2 separate regions of the Mus musculus genome follow, and region 2 is linked to region 1. The links are chromatin contacts, called in public promoter capture Hi-C maps. All regions are on one chromosome and are shown on one strand. Each heading gives the region's core, a stretch centred on a gene start, on an enhancer-like site or on the middle of the called end of the contact. The rest is flanking DNA. Distances are from core to core; before and after follow the strand shown.

Region 1 (5,048 bases), core at 1,832-4,331:
TGGAAGACTTGTCTCAGGCCGAAATCTTAAATTAGGTGGTTCAACAGCAACACTAACTGTAAAAACCTCAAAATATCCTAGCCGAACCCCACAGACACCTGCTTCTCCTTCAGACACCCAGGCTGTGGTGTCACGGCACGCTGTGTCAGACACCTGTTGAAGCCATTCCATCCCATGGCAACCTCACTCTCTTTCACCCAGGGCACTGACCCCCAGGAGAGTGAGATCTGCCCAGCTCTTCAGGGCTGTGTGACTCTTGGATGGTAATCTGCCTTTCTGTTGTCATGTGGATTCACAGGCCATTAGGAGCATCAAGGCCAACACGGTGGCATGGTGACTCTTTCTGCTATAAGCTGGACTGTGAGCATGGCGCTATGCTCTCTGGGAAGACTTCCCTGACCACTGCACTCAGTCCCCCACACTTGCCTCTGCTGTAGTGGCAAATGTCACACCGTGTCGCTGTCCCTATCAGCTTGTCACATGAAGCAAGTGGGTATCCTGTCCTCTGCTGGCCTGGCCCACAGCTTCTGTCCTTTGTCTATGTTTGCTAAGAGCAAAGACAAAGCCGGGCGGTGGTGGCGCAGGCCTTTAATCCTAGCACTTGGGAGGCACAGGCAGGCGGATTTCTGAGTTCGAGGCCAGCCTGGTCTACAAAGTGAGTTCCAGGACAACCAGTGGGGCTATACAGAGAAACCCTGTCTCAAAAAACCAGAAAAACAAAAAGAAAAACAAAACAAAAACAAAGACAAGAATTGTCTCCAAAGGATCAAGCCTTCCTTCCACTCTCTGCACTAGCAATGCTTCTCTTGCATATGCCAGTGAATTTCCCTCGTCTTTTACAGTAATTTTGTTATTTTTTAATGTTATTTATTTTATGTATTTTTAAAAAAAAATCCTAGTGAGATAAAGGAAATAAAAATAAGTAAGTAAATAAATAATAAAGGAAATAAAACCATCTTCCAGCCAAGCCCTGACAGCAGCTGTCTTCTACAGGGAGCTCTTATTGGGGACCCCGGTGCACACTCACCCAGGAGACGCAGCTGGCCCGCCACACCGCCGCGTACCGCGAAGAAGGCCCAGAGCGCCTGTGAGGTGTCCACGCACAGCAGGCGTCCCCGCGGGCGCCCGTTCACCGCCAGCAGGACGTCGCCGCCGGGTCGCAGCGTGAAGCTGAGCGCGTCGCCTCCGCTGGGCACGGGCCCGGCGCGAGCCACCACCCAGTATTCCTTGCGGTCCAGCAGCGCAGCGGGATCGGCGGGCAGCTCGGATGGCCGCAGCGCGCCAGGATCGCAGGACGTGATGCCGAAGGCCACAGCCGCGGGTGCCGCCAGCCCCGGGCGCCCCACTTCCACGCACAGGCTCTCCCCTGGCCGCAGCGGCCGCTCGGAGAACACGAGCGTGCGGCCGCCGTCGGGGCGGGGCGCGCAGGCTAGCCTGCGGTCGGCGGACAAGCTCACGTCGGGTCCGCGCGTGGCGTGGAAGCGCAGCTCGGCGTCCAGCAGCGCGGGCGATGAGGCGGGCCTCGGGCGTTCGCGGGCCACGCACGGGACCGCGGCGTCGGGACGGCCGAGAGCCAGGTGACCCAGCTTGGCCACCACCTGGTTGTTCTCCAGCTCGTTGTTGTCGAAGTTGGCAGCGTCGTGGCTGCCAGGAGGGGGGCAGGCGCTGAGGCGAGCCTGACCCAGGCGCAGGGGGGTCAGCGTGTCAGCGAAGGTGCTTTCTATGGGACAGAAGAGAGGTATCAAGAGGCAATTGGCACCCAGGACCTCAAGCCTCAGACCTTGTCCCTTAAGCCTTAAGGGCCCTGGACTCCAGTTGCCCCTGACCTGCAACCTCAGATCCTGCACATTACCCAGATCCACCGACCTCCAACCTCAGGTCTAAAATCCTACACTCCTGATTCCCTCTACCTCTAACTTCACAGTCCGTAACTCCCAAACCTCAAAACCTGGAGCTTACATTGCCAACCCCTGCAACCTCAGACATGAGACTCTAGACTCCGGCTCCTCTAGATCTCGTATCTCAAACTTCAGGCCCTACTCAGATCACAGACGGGTCAGGCAGAACCCCATTGCCCTAAATGTAAGGCCCTGGCCCCCAGATCTGCCTGACTTCTGATCCCTAGCTCCCCTGGATCTCACCCACGCTCTTCCTGACCTCAGACTTCCATCCAGGTTACCCTGGCTTTATAGCTGCAGGTGGCTGGACTGGCTTGTGTTCCCTGAGCCTCCAGTCCTTGCTGTACCCAACCTCCCACTGCTTTGGAAGGTTCTTCTTTCCCTTCCATCTCCACCCTGCTTCCTCTTTCCTCCCACCCCGCCCGGCCCGTTCTTGAACTTGTGATGTCTGTCTTAGTGTTCCAAGTTCTGGAGTTCATGTACCATGCCCGACTTCTTGCTTCTTCCTTTGTCCTTTTCTCTCTCTCCCTCCAGAGGTTTTCATACATTTGCACAGCTGGGCATTGAAAGTTCCTTTATTGTTTCCCTACTTAAAGCAAAACATCAACCTAAAGAGCAAATCTGACACTGGGGCCCTAGCCTGTGGCAGGCTAACCTGAGCTCTCGGATCTCATTGACTACAGCAACCGACAGGCATGAACGATCACTACGGCCATTTAGCATGGGAACGGAGGCACAGAACCACGCTGTCTTGTCTAGATTCAGGGTTCTTTACCACAATGCCACCAGGAACAGAAAGGACAGGGCACATGACAGAATGGAGACAGTAGAGAAAAGAGGAAGCGAGGATGCCAGTGTATTGAGTGGGAGGTGCTATTTGCTGGGAGAGCAGGAGTCGGGGAGAGTCAAGAGTTCCATCTAGCAGGCTCAGTACAAGGCTGGGGTATCAGAGAGAGGCAGGTAAGCAGCAGGAGGGTGGAGTGTGCATTTGGGAATTCTAGACTTTGCAAAGTCCTCTGGGGTTCCTGTGTTGGGGGCTAGATTGAGAGGTACTGCAGGTTCTGAGGGGCAGGGATCTGGGTGCCCATTGGCAGTGCTGGTCCCCAAGGGTAAATGCTGGCCTGAAGAGTTACTCAGTCCTGTGAGAATAGGTTTTTAGGAAGAGAGCAGGCCTGACCACCGACTCTCCGGCTTCTAGTTTCACTATGCTATGTCTCCTGCTTGTTCCTCCTGTCGCCCCAATAGCAGCTCCCAGAGGCCCTGCAGCCGGCGCATCATGCTTTTCTGATGAAGCCTCGGGTATTTGGTTGCAGTAGACAGAAGCGAGGCTAACATGGAAGTTCAGAGATGGCATCCATGTCCTGCTCATGTCCTCAGATCAGGGGACATTGTCTTGCTTTATGACAGCTTGTTCAAGTCTACAGCTGTTTATACATATGCACACATAACTATCTTCAGATTATGTTACACATACACACACATACATCCAACCACACCCTGTGTGGCTCTAAGAGCTGAATATATATTTAAAATGTGTTTATATGTACTTTTAAAACATTTTTGTTGTTTTTATGTTCATGTGTGGTTTGTGTGTGTGTGTGTGTGTGCGCGTGTGTACTATATACCTGGTACCCACAGAAGCCAGAAGAGGGTGTTGGATACCCTAAGATTGGAATTACAGATATTTGTGAGCCACCTTGTGGGTGCCAGGAATAGAACCTGGGTTCTCTGGAAGAGCCGCAAGTGCTCTTAACTGCTTGAGCAATTTCTTCAGCCCCATGTGCACTGTCTTTTACATGTGTTTTATGTGTGCTGTCGTACACAATTCAAGAGAATGAGTGCACCCAGCACAAAATCCAGGGCCTTCTATCTCAGCAGTAGAGGGCCTGTGGTCTTTACAGTCAGGTACATGATGACTTGCAAGGCCTATGGAGGACTGCTACTCTGGTTTCTGTACCCACACCCAAATTTCCTTGGTGAGAATAGCCCATCCTCACTGTTATCACCTGAGGAGTTGGGGTCTCTCTACCTGGTCAGTCACTACTACCCAAACCCCTGCCTATAGCCACAAGTCGAGAGATAGGGATGTGAACCATAATGCATGGGATGAGGCCAGTAAGTCTTGAGACCCAGAAAAGCAGCTGGTAGGCCAGAGGACTGCTACAGCAGGTGACCCTTTGGCCCACAGGATGGCTAAGCTGAGGAGGAAGCAGGAGGGAGAAGGGAAGATGCCTCCCCAGGCTCCACCCTTTGCCGCTCGCCACTCACCGCTGTGACCCTTTCTTCCTTAAATAATATTGAAGCAACTGAGTATTTCAGACTGTCTAGCCTGCGATGACGTGGCTTTGGTGTGATATTTGTTTAATCTGACCCAGACATTGGAGTACATGCAGAGGAAGGATGGGAGCCACTCAGACTCACACCTTTGTGCCAGGAAGAGGGATGGTTCTCCTCCAGCCAGCATCCCTGGGCCCCTCTGTGTTAGTCCTGATGTATGTGGCATAAGCCAATGATCACAAATATAAATATAATGAGCGCTAAAGGAATCAAAGTGACTAGCGGGGAGGGGCGGGCACCCAATGCAAAGGGCTTCCTCAGAATGACAGCAGGGCCAAGCTGCAGGCTGTGCCACCTGAGAGCCTTGGGTACGCTGGGTGCTGGAAGCCAGCTCTGCTGTCATTGGCTTAGGTGAAGCCTAAACAGAGACTTCCCATATCTCCTAGGGGACTCCGTGTACAGCCAGGGCTGAGAGCTGTGGAGCCAAATACAGACCAATCCGGTCTTGCAGACCAGGAGCTTCAGGACTGGTCACTTTCCTTCTTAGAACCTGGCTTCTCCACTCAGTGGGGAACTGCACCCTGGACCTAGCTCGTCCAGTGTAGTAGCTGGACCCATTGCAGAAGATGCAGGGCATACATTTCCACCAGGCCAAAAGCTGTGCGCATCCTGTAGGCCCCTTTGACTTGAGTTCTGGAGCAGTGGAGACAGTCCCAGGCCTGTGGTGCTAGATGAAATAAAGCCTGCACACACTGGAATTTTAGATAAACAAATCGGTGGGAATGAGCATGTCCCAGATACTGCCGCCGAATGTGCTGGTGCTACGTTTTCTGTTTCGTTTCTCTTACGTTCAAATCTAAGTAGGTGGCCTGG
Region 2 (5,192 bases), core at 1,223-3,722, 320 kb before region 1:
TTAAAGAAAGGAGTCTGGATTGTAACTCAGTGGTTTGGGCCACTTAGCTGGCATGTGTGAGGTTTGTACTCAAAGGGGAAAAAAAGACAAAGTCACAGAATGGTGTCTGGGCAATGGTGCAGACAAACTTTGTGCTTCATTCCTAACATTCACAGTACACTCTGTGTGGCACAACAATGTAGAGAAATGTGAAATTTCTGGCCTTCAAAGAGTGTACACAGAGAGATAATGAGGTACATGCTGTTGTATATGTTGAATGTGTTTCACTTCACCCCTGACCAAACTATGTCACAATCATTGTAGACTACCCTTCACCAAAAACAATGTAGAAATGCAGTGTGACAACGAACCCTAGGTTTTCTTTTAAAAAAAAGGGGGAGGGGGGACAAGTGCAATGGTTCTGCAGGTGAAGATACTTGCTGCCAGATTCAACAACCTGAGTTTGATGCCCAGGACCCAGACGGTGGACAGAGAACTGACTCCTACAAGTTATTCTCTGACCTCCATACATGCACTATGGCACCTACACACACACAATATACAAAGAGAGATAGATAAACGAAATAATATCTTTTAAAAATGGTGTAGAGTATATATTTTATTGTAAAGGATTTCACCTTGTTCTTGTTACTAACCTATCTTTAGAACAGAGTAAAGGGTCACATGCCACCAGCTGAGGCATTTTTAGTTGGTGCTTGCTCCACAGTAAACTAAGCAAAACATTACTGCTTACAGAGATTACACAACCCCAAACAGAAAGATGCAACCAAAAAAATCTTGTCTCCCTACCAGCACCCATAACCAGTGTTTTACACATCTTGTTCTACCCAGTCCAAAGCATAGGGACAGACTTCATTCCACTTTCTTAAGCAAGCCCCTTTCCCACCATATTTCAGTATGTTCCCTTAGCATCTACCTTTGCTAGTCTGCAGGTGGCAAGACTCGTTTATTCACTCAATGCTCATGGAACTCATTTGATGTTTCTAAGAATTGACTGCCTCAGCTGCACAGAATGACATGATGAGAGGAGCCTGGCACGAATAGCAAAACTGAGCTGGGTCAGCTCTTAGGATTCAGGGAGCCCAGCTTTGGGTCCACATTGCACTATTCTACCTAACTGGTTGAGTGGTCTAAAAGTCTTGCTCACTGTATGCCAAATTCATAGTCACAGCAATGTTTATTTCTTCATCCCACCCAAAACAGGTACTAGATTTACTTCTGTGTTCAATGCTCCCAAGGAGCATTTAGGAGCTGGCAGCTTTCTGACCCAATCTTTTCTACTAGCATGTCCTATAAATTTATTACCTTTCCGCTCCCAACTCACAGAGTGTGTCCAGCCACACACTGTTCAATATAAAGGCCATGGAACCAAGTAAAATGAAAACTGACATGCTTACTCACTGATCTAACATCCACAGCCACTCATTCTTCTCACAAAATTTGCCCAGAGGAACTCTTGTCTATAACAGAAGTCTAACCACCACCACTCAAAATGAATCTGTGGCCAAGTTAAGTTTTACAAAACCATGCTCCTCCATCCCTGGCTGGCCAAGCCACAGAGCACAGAAACATATTAACACACTCTGAAAGAGCCTGCTAGAGTGGTACACGCAGTTAATCCCAGTATTCAGGAGGCAAGAACAGGCAGATTTATTAGTTCAGGGCTAGCCTGGTCTACATAGTGAGTTCCAGGACCCAGGGCTACAGAGAGACCCTGTCTCAAAAAATAAAAATAAAAGCATGACTTTCAGAGGATCTGGGGAGGCTGCTTCATGGTGGAGTAGCTATGGCACACCACGTGGAAGGCTGAAGGCTCAATCCCCACCACTACAATGGGAGGGAAGAATGACTGAAAAATCCCAAGAGCAAATACATCTGTTCAACTCTAAATTCTGTTAAGGCAAGGATTCCATTAATTTACATATAATTAATACCTAATATATGCAATGCCTAACATAAAAGATACTAAAACATGTTTTGATAAATGATTTCTTGATTCTCTTCTTGACCCTGCTTCTCTTTTGTTGATATACTGCCATAATTATCTAACTCATTTCTTGTTGACATGATTAAATTAGGATAGGATAGGATATATAGTGTAGTTCACTATATATCCTGGCACTTGGGAAGTAGAGGTGAGAGGATCAGGAGTTCAAAGTCAACTGAAGGTATATATCAAATCTAGGCCAGCCTGAACTACAGTAGATCTCGTGCCTCAAAAAAACCAAACAATGACAACAAAAAGAAAGTAAGAATGCCATATTTACAAAACATCCAGCCACACAGCTATGGTCTGAACAGACTACAAGCAAAGTCAACTGTGAAAAACATTCATGAGAATTAAAAAATAACCTCTCATTTTTAAGGAAGTGAGTTCTTGTTCTTGAACCATGCAATCTAACAACCCGAACCAGTTGTAGCCAGTCTACAGAATAGGCTCTATTAGCACTCGGCAGTTGGTTCAGAAGAGAAACTGAAACTTGATTTTTGCACCTCTCCTGGAACTTTGCAAGATCATCAACTGCATAGCCATTTGCCAAGAAACAGAATTTCAGGAGCTGGTCATCACAAAAGGATCTTTGTAAACCACTCACTCAACCCCAGACTACTGCTCTGACAGGAGTATAACTAGCCTTATTTTATTGATTCAAAAAATGTCTTCCTATTTCTCAGCCACAATTTCCTTTTGCACCCCTCAAGTTGGTTTAAATCTTTCTTTCAAGAAAAGAAATAATTTGTATCCCCCCAAAAAATTTAAAGCCCAAATAAGTTCTACAAAATTGTGTTAATTTATGGTGCAAGTATGTCATTCACTAACATTTAGAATACTGCACAAGTAATCCTAACCCAAAGCTTCACTTCAAGTCAAGTGAAAGTGAATGAATTTAGATGGCATATTCATTCATTAAGACATTAAGCAGCATTATCACTTAGATCCAGGAAGAGCACCAGATTACACTAAATACCTTCTAATACATAAAGCCACTGCCTAGCTGCTCAAGGAGAAAACGCTATGGAAGAAAAGGAAAGAGGATATGGCTAGACAGACTTAAAAACGTGTAGTCGCTGTATAAATCAAAATTCTGAGAAGATGGAAATGGTGTCATGGAGACTGAGTTTTCTTGAATTCACCTATGTGATCTCAAAAAACTAAAAATGTAAATCAAATATGGTGGGCATCCCAGCATAATCTGTTAGAAGAATCTCTGGGTAATAAACTGGGAAAAGCTAGATGCCAGCTGTTTGAAGATGTGGATGGGAGCTACACATCCAGAGTCTAATAGTAAGGAAAACAGAAATGTATAAAGCAAAGGAGGACCTTTCTGATCTGCCCCTTACAATGGAAGTGGTGTCTAGACACAGTCTTCCATAAAGACCCTTATGGGGCAGGGCACACACCTGCTGATCCCTCAGATACTATGAATCCCAGAAAGGCCACAATCCAAGATAAGGAAGAATTTTTCCTGACCAGCAAGTTTGATCTTTGCTGGTAAGCAACTACAAGAGTGATGTGCTTTGTCTGACACAACGTTCAAAGGAGTCCAGCTTCACCTTTTGTTGAGACTTGTGGTGGTGCTAAAGGGAAGAGGAAGCCACACACTACTAAAAAGGATAAGTTGACTCTACTGAAATGAAAAGAAAAAAACCACACAAGACAAAAACAGTAACAACAAAAACTTGCCAACCCATACTCTTGTAAAACACAGGAAAAGCATTACTAGGCTGTGTGCTGAAATCTGGCAAGCAGACTAAAACTGACTAACAAAGTCTGCATCAGAACCATGAAGTATTCAACAACATGGCTAGAGACAGAGTTGGCAAAGAAACATAAAGATGTAAGTTCCAAGCAGCCTTGAACACTGGAAGAACTGTGACCTTAACTGTGAAGAACAACTTAAGAGTTTAACATGGGAACAAAACACCCATGGAAGGAGTTACAGAAACAAAGTTTGGAGCTGAGATGAAAGGATGGACCATGTAGAGACTGCCATATCCAGGGATCCACCCCATAATCAGCATCCAAACGCTGACACCATTGCATATACTAGCAAGATTTTATCGAAAGGACCCAGATGTAGCTGTCTCTTGTGAGACTATGCCGGGGCCTAGCAAACACAGAAGTGGATGCTCACAGTCAGCTAATGGATGGATCACAGGGCTCCCAATGGAGGAGCTAGAGAAAGTACCCAAGGAGCTAAAGGGATCTTCAACCCTATAGGTGGAACAACATTATGAACTAACCAGTACCCCTGAGCTCTTGACTCTAGCTGCATATGTATCAAAAGATGGCCTAGTCGGCCATCACTGGAAAGAGAGGACCATTGGACACGCAGACTTTGTGTGCCCCGGTACAGGGGAACGCCAGGGCCAAAGGGGGGGAGTGGGTGGGTAGGGGAGTGGGGGTGGGTGGGTAAGGGGGACTTTTGGTATAGCATTGGAAATGTAAATGAGCTAAATACCTAATAAAAAATGGGAAAAAAAAAAAAAAAAGAATCAAAAAAAAAAAAAAAAAAAAAAGAGTTTAACAGACATCTGGACAAGCAGGAAGGACCATTGAGAATTGAGGTTGCGAGCAGCAATCAGGGGAGACTGCATTCAGACACTATACCCCATCAAGCTCTTCCCTTTATATTTAATACCCAGTACCAATTAACCACATCAGTCTATCCTCTTCTCCCTTTACCCTTACTCCTCTGGTCCCCTTTCAATTTTCTTTTCTCCTAAGCTTATACTCTTTGCCTTCTCACATTTCATTTGATAGGTTTTCCCAAAAATTACAGGCTAGCCTGATTTGTACGGTTTACTTATCTCATCCTGCCGGGTCCTGGGAATCTTTTAGAGTATTCTGTTGCACTTCTTTCCATCCTTTTGTTTTTTCATTCTCCATTAGGCAGACTGCCTCACTGTGTCCCTATTTCGCCTTCTCTCTTTATTTTTTTCTTCCTCTATTTTTTCTTCCTCTCTTTTTCCCGATACTAACCACAAATTCTTTTTTTCCCATTTCTACTCATCTGACAGGAACTGACACCTTAGTCTATCATGCTACTAGTGTTCCTTTATTTCCTGAAATAATTAGAGCTTAGGGGATGATTGTTACGTAACCATGACTGTAAATTCATACCAGGCCTATATTTTGCTAGTGATTTTTTTCTGTAGACAACATTTTAAGTCCTGGAGACTTAACTAGTGCA

What was found. Capture Hi-C pulls out chosen DNA fragments and counts their contacts.
Region 2: a contact with region 1 is called in a promoter capture Hi-C map of adipose tissue. The contact joins two enhancer-like sites. A contact is called at or near these places in 1 of 484 Hi-C or Micro-C datasets (olfactory sensory neurons) and 2 of 9 other capture datasets (adipose tissue and embryonic stem cells).

Annotation. Positions count from the first base shown.
Region 1 is chr17:26,435,339-26,440,386 of GRCm38.p6, reverse strand. It overlaps Neurl1b (neuralized E3 ubiquitin protein ligase 1B), which reads right to left. Exons shown (of 5, transcript NM_001081656.3): 3 at 1,028-1,720. Among named protein-coding and RNA genes, the nearest start is that of Neurl1b, 23 kb to the right of the region's middle. Within about 2 kb of position 3,081, at least 48 of the 459 cell types and tissues checked have an H3K27ac peak or open chromatin away from gene starts, as enhancers often do. A contact at or near this core is called in adipose tissue, where this site is marked.
Region 2 is chr17:26,750,936-26,756,127 of GRCm38.p6, reverse strand. The region is part of intron 4 of Crebrf (CREB3 regulatory factor); the gene reads right to left. Among named protein-coding and RNA genes, the nearest start is that of Bnip1, 28 kb to the left of the region's middle. Within about 2 kb of position 2,472, at least 69 of the 459 cell types and tissues checked have an H3K27ac peak or open chromatin away from gene starts, as enhancers often do. A contact at or near this core is called in adipose tissue, where this site is marked.